Regions from separate parts of the Mus musculus genome. Here region 2 is linked to region 1. A link is a contact called in public HiChIP or PLAC-seq data. All regions are on one chromosome and are shown on one strand. Each heading gives the region's core, a stretch centred on a gene start, on an enhancer-like site or on the middle of the called end of the contact. The rest is flanking DNA. Distances are from core to core; before and after follow the strand shown.

Region 1 (3,686 bases), core at 1,000-3,499:
TGGGAAGCACATTCATTCATTCATTCATTCACTGAGCTAGCTCACCCCCTGTCTTAGTCAGGGTTTCTATTCCTGCACAAACATCATGACCAAGAAGCAAGTTGGGGAGGAAAGGGTTTATTTGGCTTACACTTCCATGTTGCTGTTCATCACCAAAGGAAGTCAGGACTGGAACTCAAGCAGGTCAGGAAGCAGGAGCTGATGCAGAGGCCATGGAGGGATGTTCCTTACTGGCTTGCTTCTCCTGGCTTGCTCAGCCTGCTCTCTTATAGAACCCAAGACTATCAGCCCAGAGATGGTCCCACCCACAAGGGGCCTTTCCCCCTTGATCACTAATTGAGAAAATGCCTTACAGCTGGATCTCATGGAGGCATTTCCTCAACTGAAGCTCCTTTCTCTGTGGTAACTCCAGCTGTGTCAAGTTGACACAAAACTAGCCAGTACACCCCCTGATGCTTGGATGTCTCAGGCAATTCTCTAATGCCTCTAACTGCTCACTTGCCTGAGAAGTTCTCTGGCAGTGCCATTCTTTAAATGCTTTGCAGTTACCACACCCCTGTGTCCTTTTGCTTGAGGGCAGGCATATGTCTATGCACCTCGACCTAGTGAGACTATGGACTTCAGTGTGCTACATCACAGTACTCACAACACCCTAACTGCAACTTTGTATCTTTGGCTTTATATCCTACTTGTATGTTTGTCTGATTTTTGTGTACTTCTCTCTCATGTGCTCTACTCTAAGGGAAGCTGTCAAGACTAGAGCATCCTCAGCCAGACTGCAGGAAATCAAATCTTTATTGCTTAAATATACTAACGTGGTATTTTTCTATGATCCATGAAATACTGGCTTTATTGACCTGTGGTTAGACACCCTGGGATGTTGCCTCAGGCTTGCAGTAGACAGGTTTTGTACCACAATAATAGCAAGACCATTCATATCATCCAGGACCAAGAAACTGAGCCTGGTAGTGCCTGCTTGTAACTCTAGCGCTTGGGAGGCATTTGCTGGAGGGTGGAAGTCCAAGCTCATATTCAGCTGCACAGTTAATATGAGACCAACCTGAACTATGAGACCCTGTCTCAAAACAACACACACACACACACACACACACACACACACACACACGGGGGGGGGGGGATTGGAAAAGTAGCAGAGAACTGACTATTGCTTCTATACCCTTATAGCAAGCTAGATTTGTTGACACTTAAAGAGTTTAGTGTGCAGTGAGGGGGGTTTATAAAACCTTCTTTGGGCTAAAAATCAATGTCACCATTTGCTCCTACTTAGGTTTAGGTAAGTAATCTGACTTCCCCATGCCTTAGTTTCTCAAGATAGAAAGAACAGTACTTATCTCACAGCACTGACGTGATGTTGAGATGAGTCGATATTAATAGATATAAAATGTTTAAGATGAGTTAAGATCTAGCACGAGAGTCACGTGACTATGTAGTCATAACTTTGCTAATGATGGTTATAACCTGTGATGGTTTGTATATCCTTGGACCAGGGAGTGGCACCATCTGAAGGAGTGGCCTTGTTGGAATAGGTGTGAACTGGTTAGAATGGGTGTGTCACTGTGGGTGTGGGTATAAGATCCTCACCCTAGTTGCCTGGAAGTCAGTCTTCCACTAGCCGCCTTTGGATGAAGACATAGAACTCTCAGCTCCTCCTGTGCCATGCCTGCCTGGATACCTTGATGATAATGGACTGAACCTCTGAACCTGTAAGCCAGCCCCAATTAAATGTTGTTTTTTATAAGACTTGCCTCGGTCATGGTGTCTGTTCACAGCAGTAAAACCCTAACGAAGACATAACCTTTTCATGAACATTCGTGTGTAAGCACTCCGTGAACAATGGCAATGGAAGTACTTACTGTTCAGTAACAAGTTCCCCAAAGCAGGGAAGCATCCTGAAGCACAAAATGCATTTTCTTTTTATGAACCTTGTCTGAATTACCCACCTCTGAGTAAGAAAGTGGGAATGACATACTAATGGAAAAACAGGCTAATGTGCCTGCCCCCACCTCCCATTCGTGGGGTGGAATCATTTATGGGAACACTCTCCAACTTTCTAAATGCTGCAATCAAATCGCTGCATGGAGAAAGCTACAGAACCAAGTTCCAAACAATGAAAATATCAGTTTCTCCGTGGAGCTGGTCCAACCATCTGGCATTCATATGTCGTTCTGGGGTGGGTGATCGTACAGGCGAGTAATGACCCAACCCTACTTCTAGGCGAGTGAGTGGCTTTCGTACAGGAAGCTTTCTCTGGTCACTTGTGGCTGGTCACTGTTACCAGAAGAAGCCTCCTCCCCCCACTTCCCCTGTTGCCGATTTAAATTCAGATCTTTCTTCAAGGGCCCAAAAAAAAAAAAAAAAAAAAAAAAAAAAAGAAAAGAAAAAAGTAAAAGAAAAAGACTTAGCATGCCTCTGGGGAGTTCAAGGCACTGAGGATTCAGTATTTCATAAATAAATGTGTTCTTCAAGGCAGTTTCTAAGAAAGAAAGGGCCGACCCTGTTAGGCAGGCCAGACACAGTTTAATGACAATTGCCTCTTCTAAATGGATCTAAATTAAATATTGATAATCTTAGTTCATGATAAAATCTAGTTTTTTTTTGTTTTTTTTTTTTTTTTTGGGGGGGGACGAAAGGTTTTATTTGGCTCACATATCGAGACCACAGTCTACCATTGAGGGAAGTCAGGGCAGGAACTCAAGCAAGAGCAGAGGCAGGGACAATGGAGGAAAGCTGTCAGCTGTCTTGTTCTGGGCCATTTACTCAGCTTGCTTTCTTATCACCCAGGGTCACCTTCCTAGAAGTGGCACTGTCCACACTGGGCTGGATCTTCCCACATCAGTAGTTAATTAAGAAACAGAAATCACTATTCAAGAAAACAGACATGCCAACAGGCCAGTCTGATGGAGGTAAATCTTCAACTGCAGTTCCTTCTTCTCGTGTGACTCCAGTTTGTGTCTAGTCAATACAATATGATGAAGCAAGTGGAGTAGCCGTCATTTCTTTCTTTTTTTTTTTTTTTGTAGTTTTAAATTTATTTATGGTAATTTTTAACACTTAGTAAATACTATCTACAGTTAAACTACTTGTTCTTTTTTTTTTTCTTTCCATTTTTTATTAGGTATTTAGCTCATTTACATTTCCAATGCTATACCAAAAGTCCCCCATACCCACCCACCCCCACTCCCCTACCCGCCCACTCCCCCTTTTTGGCCCTGGCGTTCCCCTGTTCTGGGGCATATAAAGTTTGTGTGTCCAATGGGCCTCTCTTTCCAGTGATGGCCGACTAGGCCATCTTTTGATACATATGCAGCTAGAGTCAAGAGCTCCGGGGTACTGGTTGGTTCATAATGTTGATCCAACTATAGGGTTGCAGATCCCTTTAGCTCCTTGGGTACTTTCTCTAGCTCCTCCATTGGGAGCCCTGTGATCCATCCATTAGCTGACTGTGGGCATCCACTTCTAAAATCTAGTTTTGATAAACCTTGGAACACAGACAGGTACTTCTTATTTCTTTAGTATAAGCTGTGAATTTTGTTAGCATTTTATCTTTTCCCCATAGTGTGAGACTTGACATACAGTTGAAGGCGCATTTGTTCCTTTAAAATAATTACTCTAAGGAGCTGAGCTACTAAGTTAGGTATACTTACTTGGTAGATTCTAAGGAGTGC
Region 2 (3,874 bases), core at 482-2,981, 300 kb before region 1:
AAACTGAAAGTTAATGTTGAAAACAATAGACCCAAGAAATAATTAACTTTTGATTTTTCTCTCGTCTCAGACCAGTTAAGATCCCTTTTAATAATGAATGTGTATGTATTGTGGTTGTTATAGTAAAAACCAGGCTTATGGAAGAATTACTGAGTAAAACTTAAATCTACATTGAAAAGAGATACAAATAATAGAGGAATAATCTTTGTATGAAATAAAAATCAATGGAAAATGAGTAGTTTGTACCTATGGTTAAATACAGGTATATTGAAGTGGTAAATCCATTTAAGTTTCTGAGGAAGTACTGTATCTTATATCTTATTTGAGCAGTGAGTCATTAAATAAATAAATATATACACACACATTTATACATACACACACATATACATATACATAGTAAATCTGGGAATTCATGATCTAACCATTCAAAAGAAGAAAATATATTTAGAAATGTTATAACTTTAGTCATTATAGCATGTCTTACAGTTATTGAAAAATAAAAACCTGAATACCTCATGTCACATAACCCAGCACTTGAGAGACAGGAGCAGCAGATCTTAGTAGTTCAGTAGCTCTTGCTACACAGTGAGGTCCTGTATATATATTTAAAATGTAAATCCTGAGGTATTTGTAACTGGCTTCTTTGGGATGGTTTTGTTAGATAGCTTAGACTGCCCCAGGCTTTCTACCCTGTGTCTCTGCCTACTGCGGATTACAGGTGTGTGCTTCCGTGTCCAGAAGGTTGAATGCATGCAGGTTGTTAAAATAACATTTATAAGACAGAAATAGCGAAAATGCCATAAAACTTTATAACTGATATATGCATTTTACTTTGCTTCCTCTAAGAAGAAAGTGCAAGGAGGTATAATAAAATAAGGAAATTAATTTAATGGACCTTAGTTTGCTCTATTGCAGTGTTTGGGTAGATAATGGCAGTGGCTGAGAGTGGCTTCCACTGGGAAGCATATGAGGTGGCTTATAGCAGGGCTTCTTAAACTTTTCTAAGTGATCCTTTTGTTTGAAATCCTTTTTGTTTGAGAATTTCTTTATGTGACTATGGATATATATTTTGTGATTCTTTTTGTTTGAAATTTTTTATGTGACTGTGTATGTATGAAATAGATATGGAGAGCAAACATTTGCTGGTAATAAATCAAACTCATTTAAAACAGTTTTGCTATACATACATCTTTTCCATTTGTTTATGAGGAAATCAATTTTTTATTAATAAGATGGATAGGCTTGTTCAAATTTACACATAGAATTAAATCTTGGCTGGATATTTGATACTCTAAGGCAGAACATCTTTAACGTGCATGCTTTAGGATTTTGGTTTTATAATGGTTACTGCTAAGAACCCTTGCTTTACCTACTCAGCACAAAATGGCTGGAGGAAATTTAAGGCATCTAGAAATTATTGGAAATTCTGTCCTGATCCTATGCCAAAACTCTTGCAATGATTTTGTTTTTTAAAGTTAAACTCAAGTCAGCAACTCAGCAAGTTTTAATTAAATATTCTAACATGATACAATTCAAAGATAGACTCTTTTGATATTTGCATACTACGAATGATGGTAGGAAAAAAAGAGAAGTTTTATTTTATGTGTTTAACTCAGTTTCTATAAGAGGTGGAGTGTACAGTAGGAACAGTGACATTTACAACCTGTGCTGGTCCTTAGTAGGTTTCCGTCATGCTTGTGTAGTGTGGACTGATGCCAGATTCAGTGCACAGTCATCATGTTTGCATTCAGAGCCAAGGCTGTGGGGAAGCTGCCTGACGCACCATAAGTCAGCGCAGCCAGAAGCAAACACGGGATTCATTACAGTTGGTTTTGAGTAAAGTTTTGGTTGTCTCATGTTAGAAACTTTACTTCTCAAAATTTGTTATGACCCCATATTTAGTGATGTGTCGCCCACATAGGAGTCTTGACCCACAGTTTAAGGAGAGGGTAAATCTTAATTTTACTCATGTCTTTTATTGGTTGAATTTGAGAACCTGGCTTAACTTTGCTAGACTAGATTAAGAGAATTGAAGTATATTTTCCCCTAACATTCTTTCAAGTCTCATTTTTTTCTTTTTTCTTTTTTTTCCTTTTCCTTTTCCTTTTCCTTTTCCTTTTCCTTTTCCTTTTCCTTTTCCTTTCTCTTTTTCTTTTTCTTTTTCTTTTTCCCTTTCCCTTTTTCTTTTTCTTTTTCTTTTTCCCTTTCCCTTTCCCTTTCCCTTTCCCTTTCCCTTTCCCTTTCCCTTTCCCTTTCCCTTTCCCTTTCCCTTTCCCTTTCCCTTTCCCTTTCCCTTTCCCTTTCCCTTTCCCTTTCCCTTTCCCTTTCCCTTTCCCTTTCCCTTTCCCTTTCCCTTTCCCTTTCCCTTTCCCTTTCCCTTTCCCTTTCCCTTTCCCTTTCCCTTTCCTTTTCTGAGACAGGGTTTCTCTGTATAGCCCTGGCTGTCCTGGCACTCATGTTATAGACCAGGCTGGCCTCGAATTCAGAAATCCTCCTGCCTCTGCCTCCCGAGTGCTGGGATCAAAGGCGTGCGTTACCATGCCTGGCCTTTTTTTTTTTTTTTTTAAATAGATATTTTCTTTATTTACATTTCAAATGCTATCCTAAAGTTCCCTATACCCTCCCCCTGCCCTGCTCCCCTACCCACCCACTCCCACTTCTTGGCCCTGGTGTTCCCCTGTACTGGGGCATATAAAGTTTGTAAGACTTAAGGGCCTCTCTTCTGACTAGGCCATCTTCTGCTACAAATGCAGCTAGAGATGAACTCTGGGGGGTACTGGTTAGTGCATATTGTTGTTCCACCTATAGGGTTGCAGACACCTTCAGCTCCTTGGGTACTTTCTCGGGCTCCTCCATTGGGGGCCCTGTGTGTTTCATCCAATAGCTGACTGTTAGCATCCACTTCTGTATTTGCCAGGCACTAGTCTAGCCTCACACGAGACAGCTATATCAGGGTCCCTTCAGCAAAATCTTGCTGGCATATGCAATAGTGTCTGGGTTTGGTGGCTGATTATGGGATGGATCCCCATGTAGAGTAGTCTCTCATTTTTTTCTTATTGCTTATAACTTAGAGTATTTCTGGTATCATTTAAAGGAATGAATTTTGGAGTGTTAAAAAAGTTCTTCTTTCAAAATTTTTAAGTTTGAACTGGCCTTATTCTTTATATCATATTGTAGATTTTGTTTTTGGAAGCTTAAATGTGATTCTTAGTGTATTTTAATTAATTTTTCTTTAGGATAAAAAAAAGTATATACCATAAAATTACATTAAGATTATAAAATTCTGTGGGGAGAACACATAGGTTACCATTTTGTGGGAAAAAAAAAAAAAAAAGAAAAGCTCAAAGTACAGGTATCTCTGTATCGTTTCTGTTCTTTTTCTGCCTCCTAGCTGTACTGTCAAGTGATTAGAATCTGGAAAAGGATATCACCACAGTCAGTGGCTGTCATAATGAAAAGACAGTGCCAGGTGACAGGTGGTGGCACAGGCCTTTAATCACAGCACTGGAGAGGCAGAGGCAGGCAGATCTTTGGAAGTTCAAGGCCAGCCTGGTCTAAAAAGTAAGTCCAGGATAGCCAGAGCCACATAGAGAGACCCAGTCTGAAAAAACCAACAAGTAAAATGTTAACAACAACAACAACAACAACAAAACAGTCAGAAAAGTAAACCTTAAAAAAGAATGGTAAAGCAAAATAAGAGGAATAGTGCAATCTTTCCTCAGTGGATGAGAGAGATGGATCAGAGAAGCAGTTAAGCAGCAGGACACTGTTGTTACACAAATGCAGCATCAGTGGAAAGCAGAGCGAGTGAGTGTTAGGAGTCAGAGAGAAGACAGCGCGACCAGCTGTCAGCAGTCAGCTGAAATCAAAGATC

Evidence for each region. HiChIP or PLAC-seq counts read pairs in DNA pulled down with a chosen protein or histone mark.
Region 2: a contact with region 1 is called in a CTCF HiChIP or PLAC-seq map of the NIH/3T3 cell line, with 8 read pairs. The contact joins two enhancer-like sites.

Annotation. Positions count from the first base shown.
Region 1 is chr4:58,567,079-58,570,764 of GRCm38.p6, reverse strand. No RefSeq gene overlaps it. Among named protein-coding and RNA genes, the nearest start is that of Lpar1, 16 kb to the right of the region's middle. Within about 2 kb of position 2,249, at least 32 of the 459 cell types and tissues checked have an H3K27ac peak or open chromatin away from gene starts, as enhancers often do. A contact at or near this core is called in the NIH/3T3 cell line, where this site is marked.
Region 2 is chr4:58,865,303-58,869,176 of GRCm38.p6, reverse strand. The region is part of intron 7 of Ecpas (Ecm29 proteasome adaptor and scaffold); the gene reads left to right. Among named protein-coding and RNA genes, the nearest start is that of Ecpas, 46 kb to the left of the region's middle. Within about 2 kb of position 1,731, at least 40 of the 459 cell types and tissues checked have an H3K27ac peak or open chromatin away from gene starts, as enhancers often do. A contact at or near this core is called in the NIH/3T3 cell line, where this site is marked.